4 separate regions of the Mus musculus genome follow, and all the other regions are linked to region 3. A link is a contact called in public ChIA-PET and HiChIP or PLAC-seq data. All regions are on one chromosome and are shown on one strand. The core of a region is the stretch at or near the end of the contact, and the rest is flanking DNA. Distances in the headings are between cores, read along the strand shown.

Region 1 (2,700 bases), core at 201-2,700, 420 kb after region 3:
CAACCTCAGACAAGCCTTAGGCTTGCTGCCTTTCCCCCAGGCCACAGCTCTCATTGGGTGGAGACTGGCTGTCCTGACTCCTCATGGAAAGGGTTCCAAAGGCAGAGGTTTCCAGAAACTACTCTGAGGCTCATCTCAGCCCATTTAAGGACAGCTATGAGAAATGAGTTCATCTTCTCTCCTCTACCACCCCTTCCATGCCTTCCTTTCCTGTTCTCCTTTCAATGCTGACAGCTGCCCCTCCCCAATTACCCTCGTTTCAGCCACTCCACAAGGAGTGTTGTTTTCCCCCAACCCCTAAGATCTAATAATAATGTTCGAGGCAGAAAGTTCAAGGCTGAGCTAATAAATATGGGACTATCAGGCCTGTGTTACCAGGCTCAGCTACAGCCATTTCTGACGTGATGATCCAACAGGTATACAGTGACTGCCTACAATGTCATAAGCAGTGTCCTACATGCTGGGGACACCTCTCTCTCTCTGTCACTACATATATATATATATATTGTCAAGAATAATGTTTTATTAAATAATTTCTCAAAGCCACCTTCCCATGTTTGTACAAATAATACAAATGAATACAAATTTTCATTGTTTTAACAGCTAAGTAGTACTTCATTGTAAGAACACACCACAATGTGTACCACTTTATTATAAAGTTTTAAAAACAAGCCACATTCCCTTTGTTTATAATGTGTGGTACAACTTTAAGTGTAATACTTAGGCAGACCTGGGGCAATCTGATTGAGGACATTTTGGGCAATGTTCCCTATGCAAGAGTGGAGAGACTGGACTGGCTCAGTCTGAGACACTTTCTATGGTAGAGGGGGGAAGTTCAGTGGCTGCGATCAGTGCTGGCTGGTGGCCTGAGAGTTCACACCCGGACTGGCTCCCATCACCCTCCAGTGCTTTAGAAATAACCTGGATTTATATTACCCACACATAGCATGGTGCCATTGTTCTGCCTCCAGGATCCCTGTCTGTGCAATAAATTCTGTAGTGTACTGAATAAACAAAGGGAAAAGAAAGAAATAAACTTAAGATTGTGAAATGAGAGCCAGGCAGTGGTGGCACATGCCTTTAATCCCAGCGTTAGGAGGCAGAGGCAGGGGGATTTCTGAGTTCGAGGCCAGCCTGATCTAGAGAGTGAGTTCCAGGACAGCCAGGGCTACACAGAGAAACCCTGTCTCGAAAACAAAAACAAACAAAAAAGCAAAACAAACAAAAACCCAAATCAAAAGATTGTGAAATGAGAAGTCAGAGGTGTGTGTGTGTGTGTGTGTGTGTGTGTGTGTGTGTGTGTGTGTGTGATACAGTCCTGCACAGGGCTGTAGGCAGTGAATCCTTTGCCCCATAGTTACAGGCAGCAAATCTGTTTTGGTGAGTTAAAAAACACAGTTAAAAGTTCTTGCTTCATATTCCCTCCCATTATCAGGCCCAGGCTCGTTTGAAGCTGCTCAAGAATAAGCAGTGTGAAGACCGCAAGTTCTGTCTCCGGGAGACACCTTCTCAGGCGCTGCAGTAACCCAGAAGCCCGGGGCATTCCTCACAGTTTCTTATCTGGGTGGTAAAAGCAGGATGCAGCCTAATTGGTTGCTGGTTCTCTCTGGTGAACGCAAGAGGTTTCTGTTTTAAGAAATAAAGTGACTTCTTGGCGGTTGATTCACTGCCCCACGGGGAGAGGCTGAGCAGAGGCTTCCTCTCCGTAGAGATTTGCATACAGCATCCACTTCCTGCTCGAGAGCCTGCTCCACCACTTACCTGGGACTGGAGAGGGCGAGGGAGGTCTGAGCGGCCCAAGGTGGATCCCCGTGAGCAGAGCCAGCGACCACCCCCTGGGCCGTCTGTCGGTGGCGATCTTAGGTAAGTGAACTCACTGGTGCCTGGCTGCTCTGACCTCTTTAACCACTGGCCGGCTTTCCAGTCCACTGGCTTCTCTGTTGCCACAAGGTCCTGATCTCACTTCCCTCCGCCCTCCGCCCTCATGCCCCCACCTTTACCTTGTCCATCTGGAGGCCAGTTTGAGCTGAGACTGTGACAGAGTTCCAGCAGGAATGTGGCGCCAGTTTAGGGTTTCTCTCGGGCAGGCCTGGCTGAGTTTAACTCTATAAGGAGAGGCACACAGCACTACACGCTGCCGGGTTGGAGTTTTCAGTACTCATAGTCAGCCATCAAGAAATCAAAGTACGCAGTGAGTTCAGGGCCAGCCTGGGTGACGTAGCAAGAACCTGTCTTTAAAAACGAATCAAAACTGTTTCTCCAAGGAGGGAGCCATGGTAGAAAGGATTAAGTACTTGGCTTTCAGCCCAAGACACGTCAGGGACTGCGGGAAGGCCAACTCCCAGTTTTTCTCTATTTTATGCTGGGGGAAAATACCAGCCTCACATTCTTGGGTCAGAAAGTGCTCGCCGCCCCCCCCCCACATTCCCCCCCCCCCCAGGCCTCCATTTCCTTTAGCCAGTGGTTTGCTGGGTCTGGATGGTGCTGGGGAGGCCAGAGAAGAAACACTGGATCTTGGAAGCTGCCTTCTCTGTGACTTCCTAGTTCACAGTGGCCTCTTAGACTAGAGACTTTTTCTAAGGGTGTCGTGGAAAGAAACCAAATTAGTAATTGAAAAAAGCAGAAAACGTGCTTCCAAGTTCTCCCTCCACTTTGGTGTGGGTGCATCTCTTAGGCAATTCTCTTTGGCTCCCAGATGCC
Region 2 (2,700 bases), core at 25-2,524, 260 kb after region 3:
TATATAAAGTTTGTGATAGTTGGTGGAAATTTGGGTAAGTGTTGTTCCATTTATTTCTAACACATTTAGTGTAAAATGGTGCCACCGAGAGGTGCCCTGCACTGCCCAGGTATCTTTCAAACCTGCTCTAAACCTCAAATGAACGTTTTTAAGTAAATGTGTCACTAAATTGGTGTTTTCTGACAATATGCCATTTTTCTTGTTAAAACTAACGTTATTAAGTGATATGGGATTTTATAAAAGTCTAGATCTGGGGAAGCTCAAAATAAGGGCCCAGGTCACCATTGTCAATTTAGTTCATGCTCTAAGCCAGCTGTGTAACAGGAGCAACAAATGCACAGGCGAGAGGGATAGTGTTTCCAAAGCCAGGAGTCCAAACGGCCTGCATGTTGACAGAGAGAGAAGCTACCTGCTTGAAGAATGGGAAGTGAAAAAAAAAAAAAAAAAAGTAAGCAGCAACTCTTCCTGGAAGCTGCCCCAGGCTGGAGCAGAAGCTTGGGAGGCAGAGAACTGTCCTGACAGCTGGTGGTGTGGAGGGCAGGCTGTAGTCAGGGGACCTAGGTTAAATCTCTGTACTCATTGTTGCTTTACAATAACCCTCAGAGTCTCGAGCTCTTCTGTAAACGGAGGCCTTTAGTGAGCCGAGTCATGCTGGTGCACAGTAGGTGCTCCACAGCAGCCATGTTTTCCGACAGACTCCTTGTTGGGGACATTTGCCTCTGAAGATAAGCCACTCAGAAGGTGCATGTTTTCAGCAGGAAGACTTGAGAAATGGGACATGTCACTTCCCAGTGACTAGCTACCACAGCAGCTTCTCTGTCATTTTCTCCATAATGAGCCCGGAGATGGGGCATGGGAGGAGGTAAGGGAGAGCGGCTGTTACTTGGGCCTCCTTCTAGAACCCAAGGAAGCCACTGTCAGACAAGCACTGCTAGCTCAGCCTACCTTCCTGCCACGGTTACAGTCGAGTGAGGTCACATCCTTCCAGCTTTTGGTTAAGTTCTGATACTATTTTCATTCATGTCAGTGAGAAGGGACAGAGCGAGGTGCACGATATGTTTGGCTCATATGGGCTTTTATTTCCAACCCTTCCTTTTGATTTTACCGTGGTTACGTGCCGTGGTTATGTGCCTTTGCCGACATCGATTATTGAACTAACAGTTTGGCTTACCTGTGTTTGGGAGAGAACCAGCCTTGTTGCTGCTGTACAGAGTGCTGATATTAAAGCCACATGTCTCATCTGTGGGACAAGGACATGGACGTGGCCTCAGGAGGTCTCTACAATAATCTCTAAAGAGCCAGAAAGTGTCTTCAGCAACATTTTAACCAGAGGCTTCAAGTCTTCTCAGAGATAAAGAGGAACTTGCCCGGGCAGCTCACTGGGAGGTCTAACATTGCCACTGGAGGGAATAGCCCACTCGGCAAGTTTAATTAGTACAATACAGGATTTATTTCAGAAATAACTAGGGATATAACGGTCCCAAGCCTGTAGCAATACTTACTTTTGGGAGGTGAGAATGCTCATTCTGATTTGATTGTCAGACACTGTGTACATGCATTGACTCATTGTGCTGAGCCCAGATGGTTTGTCTTAATAGAAAATAACATAATAAACAATTAGGGGACACTAGGAAATTGTTTGAGAAGAGTGACCAAATTGTTCCATATCTTAATCGTGGTGTTATTTCTACAACTGTGGGCTTTTGTGGAAACCCACAGAACTGTACTGTAAGGAGACTGGGTTTTCTTCTGTGGGAATGAAAGATGGAAAGAGTGAGTTGTAGAAGACAGTTATCTCAGCTTGTTAAAGTGTGATGGTGGAGAGTGAACTGCATGTGGGATGGGGACTTAGGCTGAGTCCCACAGTGCCTGTCACACGGAGGTAATGTGACAAATGCTTAAGTGCCCACTACGCCACCTGCCGATCTTAGATAGGTTATGTTGGTGTCCCACACACTTGTCTACCATGTTTAGATGATCTCCTCCTTCTGTCACCCCCTGTCCTCTGAACTAAACAACCCCCCGCCCCCCGTCTTCCTTCCCTCTTGTTATGTCCATGTCACACCCCATCCCATGAAGCTCTTAGCAGAGGCTCCTGCCTTACAGTTCCTCCCTGTGCACCTGCCCAGCACTGAAGCACTACGCCTGTCAGGATCTGGCTGGAATGCCTTGCTGTGTAGATGTTAGTAGACACCTAGCCCTAAACTCCGTCCCACCCATCACTCTCAGGACTGAGCCCACTGATGGGTCATGCAGGTGGTCTGTTTTGTGGGCTTCTGAGAATGGAGAAAGGAGGGCAGCGTAGCAAATCCACCTTCCCCGTCCGGGTGAAACAGTCTTGGCACTCTCAGCTGAGGCCGTGGGCAGACTGCTGTGGACGAATCTCTGAGGCGCAAGCGTTTCCCAGATTCTCATTCCTCGTTATGACTCAAGAAATGTAAGACTCTTAAAGCTACAGCTTGTGAATATTTTGAGATGGCCAAGATTCTCCCTCTCCTTTAGGCCATATCATCGTGAAAGATAAATGCAATGAGGAATAAAAACAGTGGTTCTCATCTGAGGTCAGTGCGCCTTCCAGGCGGTGTTTGGTGATGTCAAGGATGCTGCTAAATGCCCTGCAGTATTAGAACTACACATGTGCACACACCCCACAAATGACCTCAGATGTCAGTGGTACTGAAACTGAGAAACTGATGATAG
Region 3 (2,700 bases), core at 10-2,509:
TTCAGTCTTTGAGACTTACTGCTAAATAAACTCACCTTCCCTCTTTTGTTCTCTCTGAACTCTGGCTGATTTGACTCAGCTGCTCTGGTGAGAACTCCTCTCCCACCTGACTTATTCAATCTGGTTTTTCTCTCAGCCTCTGAATTGTTCTGCTTGGCCTCAACTAACTCTCACAATCTCTTCTAATCTTCTGGCTCCTTCTCATTCTCTTGCTTGTTCTGTCTGCCTGTGTCTAGCTTGTTCTCTCTTCCATCTGTCTCTGTAAAACTCTCCTGGTAAAACTGCCTCCTTCTCCTTCTCTGTGCTGCTCCACTCTCCCTCTCAACTCAATTGTCCTCCTCTCCAGGAACTCTACTGTATCCTGTATTGTACTCTCTTCTTCCTATGCTGTCTGTCTCTTCCTTGAGTAGTTTTCCTTTCCTCTCCTCAGGAGAGTTGGACATATCCTATTCTGTCAGATCTTTCTCTGATTTTTGTCACTTTGTCTGCTACTCAATTAGACATCACTTTCAAACATGGCTGCTTCCGTCTACAAAATAACTTTACCTTCATTGTTTGGGATTAAAGGTGAGTACCAATGTTGTGTCTGTATTCTGGCCAGAGGGAATAAAGAGGTGTGCTTAAGGCGAGTCACACCCTAACTAGAAACAGGTTCAATTATACTGTAACAAGCCAAACTGATGTAGATAATCCCCTGCTCAGTCTCTTCTCTGGTGATTCTAAATTGTGACAAGTTGATAATAGAACTAATTATCATACTTTGTTAGTTTTGAGACAGGCTCTCAGGTAGCTCAGGCTGGCCTTGTACTTCCTATGTAATTGGGATGACCTTGAACTCCTGATCCTTCCTATACCGGGATCTGAGGTATGTGATACCACACCAGGTTTTATTTGGTGCTAGGGATCAAGCCCAGGACTTCCTTCGTACATGCTAGGCAAGTATTTTACCACCTAAGCTTAATTTTCTGTCCATACTGTGTCCTTCTAGTAGGAATACTCTTAGGTATCAAATATCTTGACTCAAAATGAGAGGCCATTTTGAATTGATCCATTTTTGAGGAATGCTACCTAGGGGATATGTTCCTCTCTACAGTCCTGAAAGAGACTCCAGCTCACATCTACCTTCTAAACATCAGAGGCAATAACTCTCATACTCAGGAGGCCAACTATAGAATGTTATCATCGGTAATCACTTATCACTGTAGACTTCAGTACAATCAACTGCTTTTGCAAGCCTTTGGCTGTGAGCGCCTGAGCACAACAGGATGTGGTTAGGCGGTTGAAGCTCAGAGATCTGAAGAGCCCTATTGGGCAAGACAGAAGAAGGTATCTGAAAATCCCCACCTATAATATGCAAGTTTTGCTGACAGTGTTAGGAAATTCAGTTTCATTAAATATATATTTAGTTAATGCCTACCATGTACAATACATTGTGCTTCATGCATAAGGGACAATGGTTGCTTGCAGTGAGGGTGCAGTACTCTACAGGCTTAGACTGAAATAAACCCAATCTAAGCTCCACTCTGGAAGGACTTTGGTTTTCCCACTCTGACAATTGAATAGATTTGAGTTATTATCTAGGGTTCACTTCTGTCAGGCCACCTGAAGGAGTACCTAGGAGGGTTCTTAAACAAAGCATTTGCTATGAAAAGACTGAAGCAAATGATATACCAGAAAGAACTGTGTCCATTGGCACACAGCTCACATAGATGTCTCCAAGCACACAATTCTAAAAGACATGAATTGGGTTCTGAGGAATGATTCCACCTCCTTGTCATTTGGGCACTAGTGGAAACCCATGTAAAGACGAGGTCTGAGTTCAGAGGCTGGGAATTGGCAATATCTCCCAAGGTGCTAGTTGCGACTCTTTTTTTTCTCTCTGGGCTGAGAAGCTGCATCTCATTCTCTCTGCATTTTTCAGCAGTAAGAGCAGCTGTGGATGCATTTCTTGCACAAGTGCCCTGAGCTACCTGTGCTTTTATTAAAAAGACGGGAGGAAAGAATGTGATGAAAGAAGCCACTTCCCACACCCGGTGCTTGATATAAAGGCAGATCCTGCTTTTGAAAGATCCTGGCAGAATGTAAAAGGACACAGAAGCCCTGAAATTGGCAAGATAGACGTCAGTGTTAGCAGAACTAGCTTCGCTGATTTAGAAAAATAGAGGTGCACAATGATCTGGCCACTCCTTGAACCTGTGTGTCTGCCAATGTTCTGACCAGGTGTGTGCCCATTGCTGCACCTTCATTAGACTCTTTCCTTGTACCCCTCCCATACCCATTTCTTGAAAATAGACATTGTTTAGATCTGGAAATCCCCTAATCTCCCCCTTCTCCTTTCCCCCCTGAGGGCCTATAAAAACTGGGAATTCTTTCCCCTCGACTCCTCTACCCCTGCGTGGGATATGAGTCGTCCCCAGAGCTCTGGCTTTCCCGAATAAAGCCTCATGTGGTTTGCAACAAGCTCGGTCTGTCAGGTCTGTCGTGAGTTCTTGGGTGTCCACTATTGTCCTGAGGCCTGAGCGAGGGGCTCCTCTTGGAGTCTTTCACTTTGAGCAGAATCAGACTCTAAGTATTCCCATGTAAACTGTTCAATGTTCTGTGGCTTGTTTTCTATCATAGCCTCTGATGCTAGCCCTGACACAGTCAAGCTGGGCAGAAAGCAGGAAATCATCAGGTAGGAAATCACAGAAGGGACCTGGT
Region 4 (2,700 bases), core at 76-2,575, 300 kb after region 3:
CCAGCGTGGTTTTCACAAGCCTTCCAGGTGACGGTCAAGAGCATGAAGTTTGAGGGCCACTAGTATTCAGGAAATCCCACTGGACAAATTCATGTTCAGCTGTAGAAGCCACCAGACAACCCTCTCCACACACACATAGACCGATGCTGAGCCTCAGACCCCTCAGCCCCCACACATACACACACGTACACATACACATACACATACACACCCATGCTGAGTCTCATCCCCCCCTCCTCTGAAGGAGGAAGGACATGAAACCAAAGGCTTCTATGACCTCTCTTTATGATGTCTGGTCTTAAGCCAGCTGTGACAGCATTTTCTTAGCACATGCGTACACTCTAAAAACTAAATGAGGGAAAACCTTATCAGTGTTGCCTCAAGAGAAAGCATTAATGGGAGCTGGAGAGATGGCTCAGTGGTTCAGAGTGCTTGCTGCTCTTGCAGAGGACCCACAGTGAGTTCCCAACACCTATGTCAGGCAGCTCATAACTACCTGCCATCTCTACTCCAGGGGATCTGATGCCCTCTCCTGGCCTCTGAAGGCATCTGAGCACACACAGCAGACACAGACATGCACACAGATATACATATGCATATAGATAAAAATAAATCCTTTAAGTATTATTGTTATGGAGATGAATGTAGAAGGGAAAAAACAAATTCAGAATTTCATATCTTCAATACTGTGATCTTCCTGCACCCCTTCCTTTGTGTATATATGTGGGGGGTATGTACTCACATTTGTGTGTGTTTGTATGTGCATGCACACATACACTCTCAAGCACAGAAGTCAGTATTGGTGTATTCATGTCTTCCTAGTCATCCCCTTCTCTCTTGTACATGTTCAGTGTGTGTGTGTGTGTGTGTGTGTGTAACTGGGAATTGAACCCGGGGCCTCAGACTAGGCCAATGTTCTGTCATTGAGCTATATTTCTGGTCCTCTGGTAGAGTTAGGTTTGCTGCCAGGCAGCCTCACTTCCTTGGGATTATAGGCATGTTTGCATCTATGAAGGTATACCCACTGATTAATCTACATATGTATAAGGTCACACCCTAATGAGATTACAACATCCATCCACTGAGTGCTTTGTGGTGGAAGTAGTTTAAGGTGCTGGGCACACACAGGTAGGCAGAGCTTGCGTTGGCAGGGACTGAGTCAAGGAGTGTGCATTCAAAGAACAGCAAGACAAAGGGTGTACAAAGGAGAGAGGATTGTGGGAGCCGAGGCAAATCTGATAAAATACTTACAATGTATCCCCCATACAGCAGGGATGCATCCCCAGCTGTCATTTCCGGAGTGGCTGGGTTAGAGGGCTAGAAGGAGAGCCAGCCATCGTCATTCGGCTGGTGGTTTTGTAACTTTCATTTTCCTTGAACATGGCATGAACATCCAGCTAGTCTGCCACGCTGTCATTGTAATCACCTCATAGGAGTCTGTTTGATATGTTTTCTTAAGTTCCTGTGGGTGAGTGCCTAGATTATTCCCAGTTTTTCATTATCACTGATTGCACTGAAATGAATGTTGTTGAGTCTTTATATACATTTTTGTTCTTAGGATAATGTCTAACAGAGGAAGTCCTTGGCCAGGAGTAGCATACGTTTGGAGATTTTTTTCCTGACTCTGTTAGTTCATGTCTTCTGTGATTGTTTCACTGGCCGTTTTCCAATCACTTCACACCCTTAGTGGATGACATCTCCTATGTTGAGCCCAGAGCCTTGGTTGCTAGTTATGTATTGTCATTGTATATTGTCATTGTATCCTTCCATTATCACCTTCGTCCTCGGGTAAGTTCTAACCCAGATGCAGGACACATAGGTCCTGGGTACATGTGTCCCTTCAGCAGGTGTGTTGTGGGCCTGTTGTCCTGTGTGTCCTCTTCACTGGCCTCAGGAGGGTTATGTGCTGTGTGCCCTTGATGTGGCTCACTTGTTCTGAGTGGCTATCCATGTGGTCACTACAACTCAGTGTGTCACCAGCCTAATCCTTTAGCCCCAGCAGTAACCAACACTCACCCCGCTCCCGGTCCCTGATCCACTCAGATCCTTTAATTTACAGAAAAATGTGAGGACTGAAAGTTATATAGTCAAAGCTTTTTCATTTAACAAGCAAAAGAAAGTAGCCAGACTCAAAAAGAGAAAAATCTCTTCAAGTGCCCAAATAGGTTTTCAGTTCTCTATTTTGATTTCCTTCTGTTTAGTTCTTGGCTTCCACCCAGAAGTCATCAGTCTTTCAGGCATGGTTCAGCACCTAACTGAAGAGAAAAATGGAACCTGTGTCTTAGGAGCCATCCCCAATCTCTCAGCCACAGAGCTTGTACCATCCTGACAAGCTCACCTTGAGGACATAGCCCGCAAGCTTCTGCTAAGCATCAGTCTCCCTGACTGCTCTGCCACACAGCCTGGTCAGCTTTGCAGGTTTCCAGATTCTAGCTGAACTGGGGTATCCTCTGTCACTTACCCCTTCCCGTCAGTACAGCGTAGGTAAGGAAGGCCAAGCTGGCCTTGTTCAGATGACTGGTTATGGTGGCTTGTCCACAGCGTCTAGGGACTGGTTGGCTTCAGCAGCACACTGCTCTGTGGGGGTGTCTGAGCCCCTTCTTTGAAAAGGTAGAGAAGTCATGTTGGTCAGACAACCCTGGTATGCCAGGAACACTGTTGGGGGAGAGGAGAGCATGGGGGCCCTTCAAGGAGCCACGG

Evidence for each region. ChIA-PET counts read pairs in DNA pulled down with a chosen protein or histone mark. HiChIP or PLAC-seq counts read pairs in DNA pulled down with a chosen protein or histone mark.
Region 1: an RNA polymerase II ChIA-PET map of effector CD8 T cells shows a contact between it and region 3, with 7 read pairs. The contact joins the promoter of Traf3ip2 here to the enhancer-like site in region 3. A contact is called at or near these places in 7 of 39 promoter capture datasets (the C10 cell line, cranial neural crest, epiblast stem cells and 3 more), 1 of 15 datasets of contacts at CTCF or cohesin (the NIH/3T3 cell line), 1 of 484 Hi-C or Micro-C datasets (bone marrow-derived macrophages), 14 of 115 datasets of contacts at active chromatin or transcription factors (the 230-238 cell line, T-cell acute lymphoblastic leukemia, acute myeloid leukemia and 9 more) and 3 of 9 other capture datasets (adipose tissue, liver and macrophages).
Region 2: an RNA polymerase II ChIA-PET map of effector CD8 T cells shows a contact between it and region 3, with 12 read pairs. The contact joins two enhancer-like sites. A contact is called at or near these places in 2 of 484 Hi-C or Micro-C datasets (liver and nephron progenitors), 5 of 115 datasets of contacts at active chromatin or transcription factors (T-cell acute lymphoblastic leukemia, bone marrow-derived macrophages, effector CD8 T cells and 2 more) and 2 of 9 other capture datasets (adipose tissue and liver).
Region 4: an H3K27ac HiChIP or PLAC-seq map of regulatory T cells shows a contact between it and region 3, with 6 times the contacts expected there. The contact joins two enhancer-like sites. A contact is called at or near these places in 1 of 484 Hi-C or Micro-C datasets (bone marrow-derived macrophages) and 10 of 115 datasets of contacts at active chromatin or transcription factors (CD8 T cells, DN3 thymocytes, the SCID.adh cell line and 6 more).

The regions. Positions count from the first base shown.
Region 1 is chr10:39,611,484-39,614,183 of GRCm38.p6, forward strand. It overlaps Traf3ip2 (TRAF3 interacting protein 2), which reads left to right and starts at 1,451. Exons shown (of 9, transcript NM_134000.3): 1 at 1,451-1,863. Gm16364 (predicted gene 16364) reads right to left here and starts at 2,199. Exons shown (of 6, transcript NR_152259.1): 1 at 2,001-2,199.
Region 2 is chr10:39,455,102-39,457,801 of GRCm38.p6, forward strand. It overlaps Fyn (Fyn proto-oncogene), which reads left to right. Exons shown (of 14, transcript NM_001122893.1): 3 at 1-34. Among named protein-coding and RNA genes, the nearest start is that of Fyn, 87 kb to the left of the region's middle. Within about 2 kb of position 1,275, at least 64 of the 459 cell types and tissues checked have an H3K27ac peak or open chromatin away from gene starts, as enhancers often do. A contact at or near this core is called in effector CD8 T cells, where this site is marked.
Region 3 is chr10:39,191,627-39,194,326 of GRCm38.p6, forward strand. No RefSeq gene overlaps it. Among named protein-coding and RNA genes, the nearest start is that of Ccn6, 29 kb to the left of the region's middle. Within about 2 kb of position 1,260, at least 73 of the 459 cell types and tissues checked have an H3K27ac peak or open chromatin away from gene starts, as enhancers often do. A contact at or near this core is called in CD8 T cells, DN3 thymocytes, the SCID.adh cell line and 6 more, where this site is marked.
Region 4 is chr10:39,491,021-39,493,720 of GRCm38.p6, forward strand. All of the region lies in intron 3 of Fyn (Fyn proto-oncogene), which reads left to right. Among named protein-coding and RNA genes, the nearest start is that of Gm40627, 98 kb to the right of the region's middle. Within about 2 kb of position 1,326, at least 23 of the 459 cell types and tissues checked have an H3K27ac peak or open chromatin away from gene starts, as enhancers often do. A contact at or near this core is called in CD8 T cells, DN3 thymocytes, the SCID.adh cell line and 1 more, where this site is marked.